Regions from separate parts of the Pan troglodytes genome. Here all the other regions are linked to region 1. Evidence: chromatin contacts called from public HiChIP or PLAC-seq data. All regions are on one chromosome and are shown on one strand. The core of a region is the stretch at or near the end of the contact, and the rest is flanking DNA. Distances in the headings are between cores, read along the strand shown. Region 1 holds the start of TBC1D7 (TBC1 domain family member 7). Region 2 holds the start of SIRT5 (sirtuin 5). Region 3 holds the start of GFOD1 (Gfo/Idh/MocA-like oxidoreductase domain containing 1).

What was found. HiChIP or PLAC-seq counts read pairs in DNA pulled down with a chosen protein or histone mark.
Region 2: an H3K4me3 HiChIP or PLAC-seq map of stem cell-derived excitatory neurons shows a contact between it and region 1, with 4 times the contacts expected there. The contact joins the promoter of SIRT5 here to the promoter of TBC1D7 in region 1. A contact is called at or near these places in 1 of 1 datasets of contacts at active chromatin or transcription factors (stem cell-derived excitatory neurons) and 1 of 1 other capture datasets (stem cell-derived neural stem cells).
Region 3: a contact with region 1 is called in an H3K4me3 HiChIP or PLAC-seq map of stem cell-derived excitatory neurons, with 2.6 times the contacts expected there. The contact joins the promoter of GFOD1 here to the promoter of TBC1D7 in region 1. A contact is called at or near these places in 1 of 7 Hi-C or Micro-C datasets (stem cell-derived neural progenitor cells) and 1 of 1 datasets of contacts at active chromatin or transcription factors (stem cell-derived excitatory neurons).

What each region holds. Positions count from the first base shown.
Region 1 is chr5:19,279,308-19,281,890 of NHGRI_mPanTro3-v2.0_pri, reverse strand. TBC1D7 (TBC1 domain family member 7) reads left to right here and starts at 1,286. Exons shown (of 8, transcript XM_063812102.1): 1 at 1,286-1,546.
Region 2 is chr5:19,524,558-19,527,140 of NHGRI_mPanTro3-v2.0_pri, reverse strand. It overlaps SIRT5 (sirtuin 5), which reads right to left and starts at 1,277. Exons shown (of 10, transcript XM_009450542.5): 1 at 1,167-1,277. LOC107975063 (a long non-coding RNA gene) reads left to right here and starts at 1,246. Exons shown (of 2, transcript XR_001718268.4): 1 at 1,246-1,501; 2 at 2,259-2,583.
Region 3 is chr5:19,437,717-19,440,299 of NHGRI_mPanTro3-v2.0_pri, reverse strand. It overlaps GFOD1 (Gfo/Idh/MocA-like oxidoreductase domain containing 1), which reads left to right and starts at 1,295. Exons shown (of 2, transcript XM_016954922.4): 1 at 1,295-2,385. The coding sequence starts at 2,133.

The DNA of each region.
Region 1 (2,583 bases), core at 37-2,536:
GATTACCGGCATGAGCCACGGCGCCCAGCCCTGGTGATGATTTTAAAGACAAGAAAAGGAAATTATAAAAGTTAGTGACCGGCCCAAGGTTTAGATGAAGTAAATGGAACTTGTCTAAGGTAACTTGAAGAACTCTGCTTACTCATGTGAACACTACCCAAGTAAGGTTTAGTACCCCAGTACTGAGGAACTAAAGATGGTGGTGGTAAGGGGGTGGGGAGGGGCATCAGTGTTTGAGTTCAACCACCACACGTTTCTTCATTTTTAAGTTCTGTCTAGCCATTATACACACATTTGTCTGCACTATAACTGGACTTCTGCACTGTTGATAGTCCTAAGTTTCCTTCAAAGCTTGGCATCCGTGTGGCTTATTTGGTAGAGATTTGAACTTTCAAAGGGACGATACCCATCATTGGGGATTTCTCTCAAACCCTGGCGGTTTAAAAACCTACTTGGGCACTGCTGCTCAGCCAGCCCGAGGACCAGGGAGGCAAGCACAGAAATAGAAAGCATTTGTAAGCGTTAGTAGCTACTTTAAAGAGTAACTCTGTTCTGTTAGACCTACTAATAACAAATTAGGAGCTTGCATTTAGCACATCTTTAAAAAAAAAAAAAACACGTTCATTTTTCTCCTATGTTACAGTGTTTTACCTGAGAGGCTGAATATACTAAGACAATGGCCAAATCTAATATAAAAATAGACCTCCAATCCACAACCTGCAGCAACCTGCCCAGAAAACCAGTCAGTTACCTACAATAACCAACCCAGGGAGCCTGCCTGCTCTAAATCAGACTTGCACTCCTCTGCCTGCCTTTTTTCTTCTCATTCGGATGGTCTTCATTTATTCCCACATACCTGGGGTGGGGAGGAAATTAGCAAAAGCAAAACCCGGGTCCTGCACGCAGGCAGCTTAAGTACGGCCCTAGGGCTCAGGTCTTCCCTAGGCAAGAACCTCGAGGGCCGGACACGGGAGTGCAACCCAGGCACGCGCCTTCGGATGGCCGGAGTAAATGGTCGCGAGATTTTGCGGGGTAGCAAGGGGCCGGGTGCCCATGGCGGGAGAAACTACACTACTCTGGAGGCGAGCCTAGCCCTTCATCCCGTCGGGTTTCACAAACGAAGCCAGAGCTTCCCGGAGTGAGGGTGGAGCTTCCTGCCCGCGCCCTCTGCGCATGCGCCCGCCCCGCGCCCGCCCCGCGCCCGCCCCGCGCCCGCCCCGCGCCCGCCCCGCGCCCGCCCCGCGCCCGCCCCGCGCCCGCCCCGCGCCCGCCCCGCGCCCGCCCCGCGCCCGCCCCGCGACCTGGAGTTGATGTCACGTCCGGCGGCGGCGGCAGCGGCGCTGAGTTTTGTCTCCCGGGCCGTCGGGGCGCGCGCGGTTGTCCCAGGTGCCCCGCCGCCTCCCTCCTTCCTGCAGGACTCGTCCCTCCTGGCCCTGGGCCCCAACGGTGCCCGCCTGCCCGGCGGTCGGTCAGCGCACAGGGCACGGCTTCCTCTGCTTCTCCCGGACCACTTAGTCTCAAGCCGGGTGTGTTTGCACTACTAGAGGTGAAGCATCCATCATAGAGAGAATGGGACCTGGGGTCTTGGACCAGGGTGTTTTTACTTTTCCCATCAGGTGGACGCGCATGGGCAGGAGATATTATTTGCAGCATTTCCTCCTAGAGGACGCCTTTGTCATTGTAGTGCAATCTAAGAATGGGTGTCCTTAGACAACAGGGACCGACCAAATCGTCATGCAGCTGTTTGAATGCTTTAAAAAAATAAATCCCCACACTCATTACGCGTTTTATGCTGCTGACTTTTTTATTTTTAAGACATCTGCTCCCGAAAGCTTTAGCATTTCATTTTCTAAACGAATCCTAATCTTTCCTGTGACTGAATCGGTTCAGAGGATATCTTTTCAATAAGGAAGGAAGCCCTCCCCTGCTCACTGGGGACGTCGCAGGATTTTTAAACCTAAAGATTTACTCTTGTGCACAGACGCTGGAAGCATTTGGGTGAGGCAGTGCAGTGGTTTTTGGGAAATGCATCAGATCTTTTCTGTTCTTGAAACGCCAAATCTAACTTGGTCTTTTTTTTAAATCGTTTTTCCGTCTTCAACTCTGACTTTGGGATCACTGTCAATTGGCTACATTCTTTACCCTCTTCTAGTTATAATTTAATGCGATTTATTTGTTGTGGGTTTTGAATTTCGATAGCTACACTTAATAGAATTGTGTTTAAAAGAAAGATAAGTGAGGAACTCGTGGCTTTTTACTTTTATATAACTTAATTTTTCATTTTACAAAATGCCCATTTAAAAAAACGTAGCTAAGCAAAAGAAAGGAAATTAAAATCATCTAGAATCCTACTATCTAAAGATAACCATTGCTAACATTTTGGAATAGAGTGTTAAGTTTTAAAATACATAAAATTTGTAAAAAACAAAAAATGAAATCATAGTGTATACTGTTTGAGTATAATTTGTTTGACGTATCTTGCCTGGCTTCCATTTCACTTATTTTTTTTCTTTGCGCATTTATAATAGCTACAGAATGTTCTGTTGTGCTAGGCACTCATAGGTATAGTGGGAAACCTAGTGC
Region 2 (2,583 bases), core at 28-2,527, 250 kb before region 1:
CTCCCAATAAATAATTTTTGAACGCCTAAGAGCTAAATAAATGCAATACATCACTCCCAGGTGTCTCCACTAGGGGGCCCCATTCCCTCCCGTTCCATCACCTGCTTTCCTCAAGGTCGTCTCCACCCTCCTATTTGTTGATACCCGGCCTCTGACCCAGTTCATCACTTTCCCGGGCTTCCGGGCGCCACCCTCTTCAGGTTTTCCTCCTACCCCTCCAGCCCTGCCCCTCTGGATCTCCCATCCTCCCAGCGCTCCAGACTGCATGCGGCCTCCCCGCCCCGTGTCCAAGAGGCAGCTTCCACTCCACGCGGGCAAGCCTGAGCTCCAGAGCCGTCCTCAAGCCGCCTCCTCCCGAAGCACTGGGACTTCATCCTTCCGGCTGCTACTCGTGCCCAGGGACTAGGCCCTGAGCCTTCCCTTCTCGCACGCCCCATAGCCAAGCTGCTCAGCAGAACCTGACGGCTCCACCTTCAAACTACGTCCGGAATCCGACCCCTCTCCACGCCCACTGCCTCCACCCCGGCCACCTTCCTCGGTCACCCTGGCAGCTGCAATGACCAGGGTGACCTTTCTGAAAAGGGAGGCTCCGTTCGGAGCCCTCGCGGGGCTCCCCAGCACAGCGGCCTCCCATGCCCACCTGCTCGGGTGGGATTACTTTCCAAGCCCGTTTCCATCCCCCTCCCTGGTCTCCAGCCGCAACGACCCCCACGCAGAGCCCGGAAGACCTTGGGCCCCGCACATGCTGCCGGCCCGCTAAGAGTTCTGGGTACCCCCGGAGCGCCTTCCAGGCTTTCTCCTAGAAGCGCTGTGTCCCGACCGCGCTCCGGACCTGAGCCACGGCTCACCTGGGGCAGCTCGCGCCCCCGAAGACAGTCTCCCACGCCCCGCCCCCCGGGGTGCCTCCCTCCCAGCTCTCTGTACCCACCCACCATCCCCCACATCCCTTCCTCCAACCGCTAGCCAGTCACCAGTCAGGGACCGCAGGGCAGAGGCCGGGCCGCGCATGCGCACCGCGGACCGGTGCCACCTCCGCTCGCGAGCCCGCGGCAGGCCCTGGGCGGTGCGCGCAGTCCCGCGAGAGCAGTGCTTGGTCGGGGCCTCGAAGCCGGAGCCCGAGCGGGAGAGGCCGCGGAGACCCCGGCCCGGCGCAGGCAGAGACGCACCTGCGGGAGGCGGGCGCGCCGGCTGGAGAGGAGGCCGTGGGGCGGAGCGGCTCAGCGTTCTGCTCGGCTGCAGCGGCCCCTGCCGGAGACCCGGGCGCCGTGGTCTTCTTTATAATTGAAGGATTGTCTCTCTGTTTTTATTTGGGGTGGGGGTGGGGGCGGCGCAGTGACTTGCTTCGACTTTGTCAGCTTCCAGGGTTCATTCCACTGCCCAAATATGTAGTGAGTTACTACCGGCTTTGCTTCCTCCTTCAGCAAACGGCTGGACCACACAACTTCAGGAGAGAGGATTTTAAATGTTAGGGTCATTTTCCCTGAAACGATTTCAAATGACGGTGAGTTGGTTCCCAGGCTAGGCCACCTAACCTCGAACGCAATGACGAGTGCACTCTGACTGCTGAGCTGAGAGCCTTCCGTGGCTCTGGGACCCGGTGACTCACGTGGCTCCGCATGTCCCCGTTCCCTTAAAATCGGAGTCTTTCCTTTTTCTTGGATTCCAGCTTGCCACCAGCACCACTTGGCAGAATGGAATTGCTTGCGGGCATGTCAGTGGACTAGAAAGGGAAGTAAGTGGTCTGAGAACTTGGGAGCCAAAAATGTTACATTAACATTTTTTGCCTACCTAAAATCTCAGCCACTTCCCACAGTTTGGCTGGAAATTCAGCCCATATTGAGGCCCTTCTCACTCCTGCAGGTGTTACCAGCAACTCAGAGGTTTATGGAGTAACGAAATTGGGGAGGGCCTCACATCCGGCTGCTGTTTTTCCCCCTAACGTGTATGGTGCTTATTCTGAGCCAGACACTTTAAAGAACTGCACATTATTAACCATTTTAAATCGTCCCCACCACCTGATGAAATAGGTACTGTTATCCCCACTTTATGGGTGGGGAAACCGAGGCCCAGGGAGGTCAAGTAACTGCGCAAAGCACAAAACTGTTGAGTAGTAGTGTTACCAGGGCAGTCCTGGAGAAATCGCTCAGAGGGCAAAACTGAGAGCTCATTATTTTCTTAAACAGTAGACAGCTGAAAATGCTCATTGTTTTTTAAACCGTTTTGTTTGTTTGATTTTTTCCTCGTCTCTTTATCTATAGGTAACCCAGCTTAAAACAACTGCGGTTGGCCCGGGTGCCTCACTGCCCTTTGCCAAGTACCAGAGAAAGATAAGTCCTACTAGGAACCAGAGAAAACCAGAACCAGCCACCCCTTGTTACTTTTAGATCATTAATACATCATTATATGCTCCACTCCCGACCCGTAGAAGAGAATCGCCGCCATTTTCTGATAGTGCATTGTATGAAGAGGCATGTTTATGAAATGCACCTGTGCGTCTAGAGTTCCTCCCGGCATATGCTTGCATGCCTCCCCACTCCACATCTAACGCCTTACAATTCCCCAGCTTCCCAAAGCTCCGGAAGA
Region 3 (2,583 bases), core at 46-2,545, 160 kb before region 1:
CTCCACGTGCCCCGCCTCACTGCCAGTTGTTACAAGTTGTTTTAAACTCTTGCAAGTATCACGTTTTCCACTCGTGTTGCGGCAGACCATGTGCTACATTGAGCCCAGTGCTGAAGACAGGAGATGAACATGACCTGACCCATGACCTCTCCAGAGACCTTCAGCTAGAAGACGTGCCTTTCACTTTTTAGTCCCCTCTCCCGGCACCAAATGGGTGCGAAGCGGGCATTCGATGAATATGCATTCATTTATTTAGCAAATGTTTATTGAGCGCCTACTACATACAGGGCAAGGCAGTGTGCCAGGTGCCAAGGATATGGCGGAAAACCAGACAGACGCAGAGTCCCCATGGCTCCAGAGGTGCGGGGCCAGCCTTGGCCAGTCCTCCTCAGTGCCCCCTCGAGGGCCTGGGAAGGGTGCAGGGTGGTGGAGGTGGGGGCAAGCTGGGAGAAGTAAAGGCTGCGGTAAGTGGCGACGGCAACAGGAGCCGAAGCAAGAGGCGGGCGTGGCATGTGGCCAGGGCGACATATCCGTCTCGAAACTAGACACGAGACGCACGTGCCGCAGCGGCCTCGGAGACCCCCTGCCCCGCTGCGGCCGTCCACACCACAGCGTCTACGCGGGGGCGGGCATGGACCTAGGGGCGGGGGAGGTGGGAGGCAGATGGGAGCCCGCCAAGACTGGACTGTCTTGGAAGAAGGCGGCTGAACCGTGCGTGCGCGGCCGGAGCGGGGGCGCGCGATTGGAGCAGGCTAGCTTGGAAGGAGACCGTAGAAGTCTGCGGTTCCGTGCCCAGACTCTGGGGCCTGGATTCCAATCGCAGGCCTGTTGCTTATATATGTCACCTTGCGCAAGTCCCTTAGCCTTCATTGCGGCTCATTCACATCACTGGTAAAATGGGTTTCCAATAACCTTAGGTTGCTGCGAGGACTAAAAGGGACAATACCTGGAAAGGCGTTAGTATGATGCTCAGCACGCAAGAAACGCTCCGGGAGCCGAGGTTATTATTACCGGCTGTTCGCACCTCGCCGGGTCCCCTCACCTACCCCAGGCCAAGGCGCCCACTGCTCTCTTCCAAGGGACAGCCGACTAACCTATTAGGGCGCGCCCTGCCTGGATAGATGTATTTGCTTGCTTGGGGCGGGGTTTGGAGTGAAGCAGGGAAGAGAAGGAGATGGTGAGGGCAAAGAAAGGGAAGAAGCGGAGGGGCAGGAGGCGGGCGAGGCGGGCGAGGCGGGGCCGGGGAGGAGCCGGGCTGGGCTCCCGGGGCCCGGGCGCAGCGCGCACCCGGAGCTGGCGGCGGCGGGGGCGGGGGCGGCGCGCGGCGGCCAATGGCGCGCGGCGCTGCAGCGAGGGCGGTGCAGGAACACCGGCCGCTGACAGCCAAACTCGCCAACTCCGCCCTCGTCCCCGCGGGATCCCGGAGCCTGAGCCGGCCTGGGGCCGAGGCCGCCCGAGCCGCGAGGCGAGCGAACATGGCAGCAGAATGAGGAGGCTGGCGCCGGGTCGTGGCCGCCGCTGCCGCGCTGCAGCTCGGGATCCCAGTCCGGCGCGCTCCGGGCCGCATCCTTAGCCGGCCTCCTGGCGGCCGCGGGATTATTTCATTCCCAACGGAGAGCTAGGGAGAAAGGAGACTCCCCCGCGGAGCGGTTCCGTGCTTTGGCAGGGTGTAGACGTTTGTCTGTGCGATTCGCCGGCTGCGCAAACGACGCGGGAGAGAGCCGGTCCCGGGCTGCGGCGGCGCGGCCGCGGGGATGAGCCGGCCATGGAGCGGCCTTGGCGGGGCGCACGCAGCGGACTGGCGCTGCCGCGGGAGCGCAGCCTGAGCCGGGGCTCCAGGGGGCTTCGAAGCCTCCGGCGCCCTGGAGGGGTCCCTGCCGCCGACTCCGGGAAGGACGCGAGCCCCGCGTGGCGGACACTGCCGCAGTCACCGTTCTGAGGCGCCCCGAGCTTGCTCCGCCTGCAGCTCGGTGCGCTCTGGGCACCCGGGCGCCTTGCCCGGTGCACGGCGGCTGGCGCACCGCGGCTAGATTGGCTACAGGAGCGGGGTGCAGGACTGGCTAGAGGTGGGTGTGTGCGCGCGTTGGACTGGAGATCCGAGCAGAAGCAGAACCAGGCGGCTCTGAGCAGCCATGCTTCCCGGGGTGGGCGTGTTCGGCACCAGCCTCACGGCCCGTGTCATCATCCCGCTGCTGAAAGACGAGGGCTTCGCGGTGAAGGCGCTGTGGGGCCGCACGCAGGAAGAAGCGGAGGAGCTGGCCAAGGAGATGAGTGTCCCCTTCTACACTAGCCGCATTGATGAGGTGCTGCTGCATCAGGACGTGGACTTGGTGTGCATTAACCTGCCGCCGCCCCTCACCAGACAGATCGCTGTCAAAACCCTAGGTGAGCGACCCCTACCCCGCATCCTCCGTCCCACCCCCGCCCTTTAACCTTCTCTGGGTTCCTTCCCCCCTGCCTTTCCCTCTCCGCATCCCAGAAGCTTACCCTGCATCTACGCTGCCCCGGGGATCTGAGATCCCAGATCCAATTCAGAGTTCCCTCCTTCCTCGTCCCCGGCCTTCCCCACCTTTGCGCTTCCCT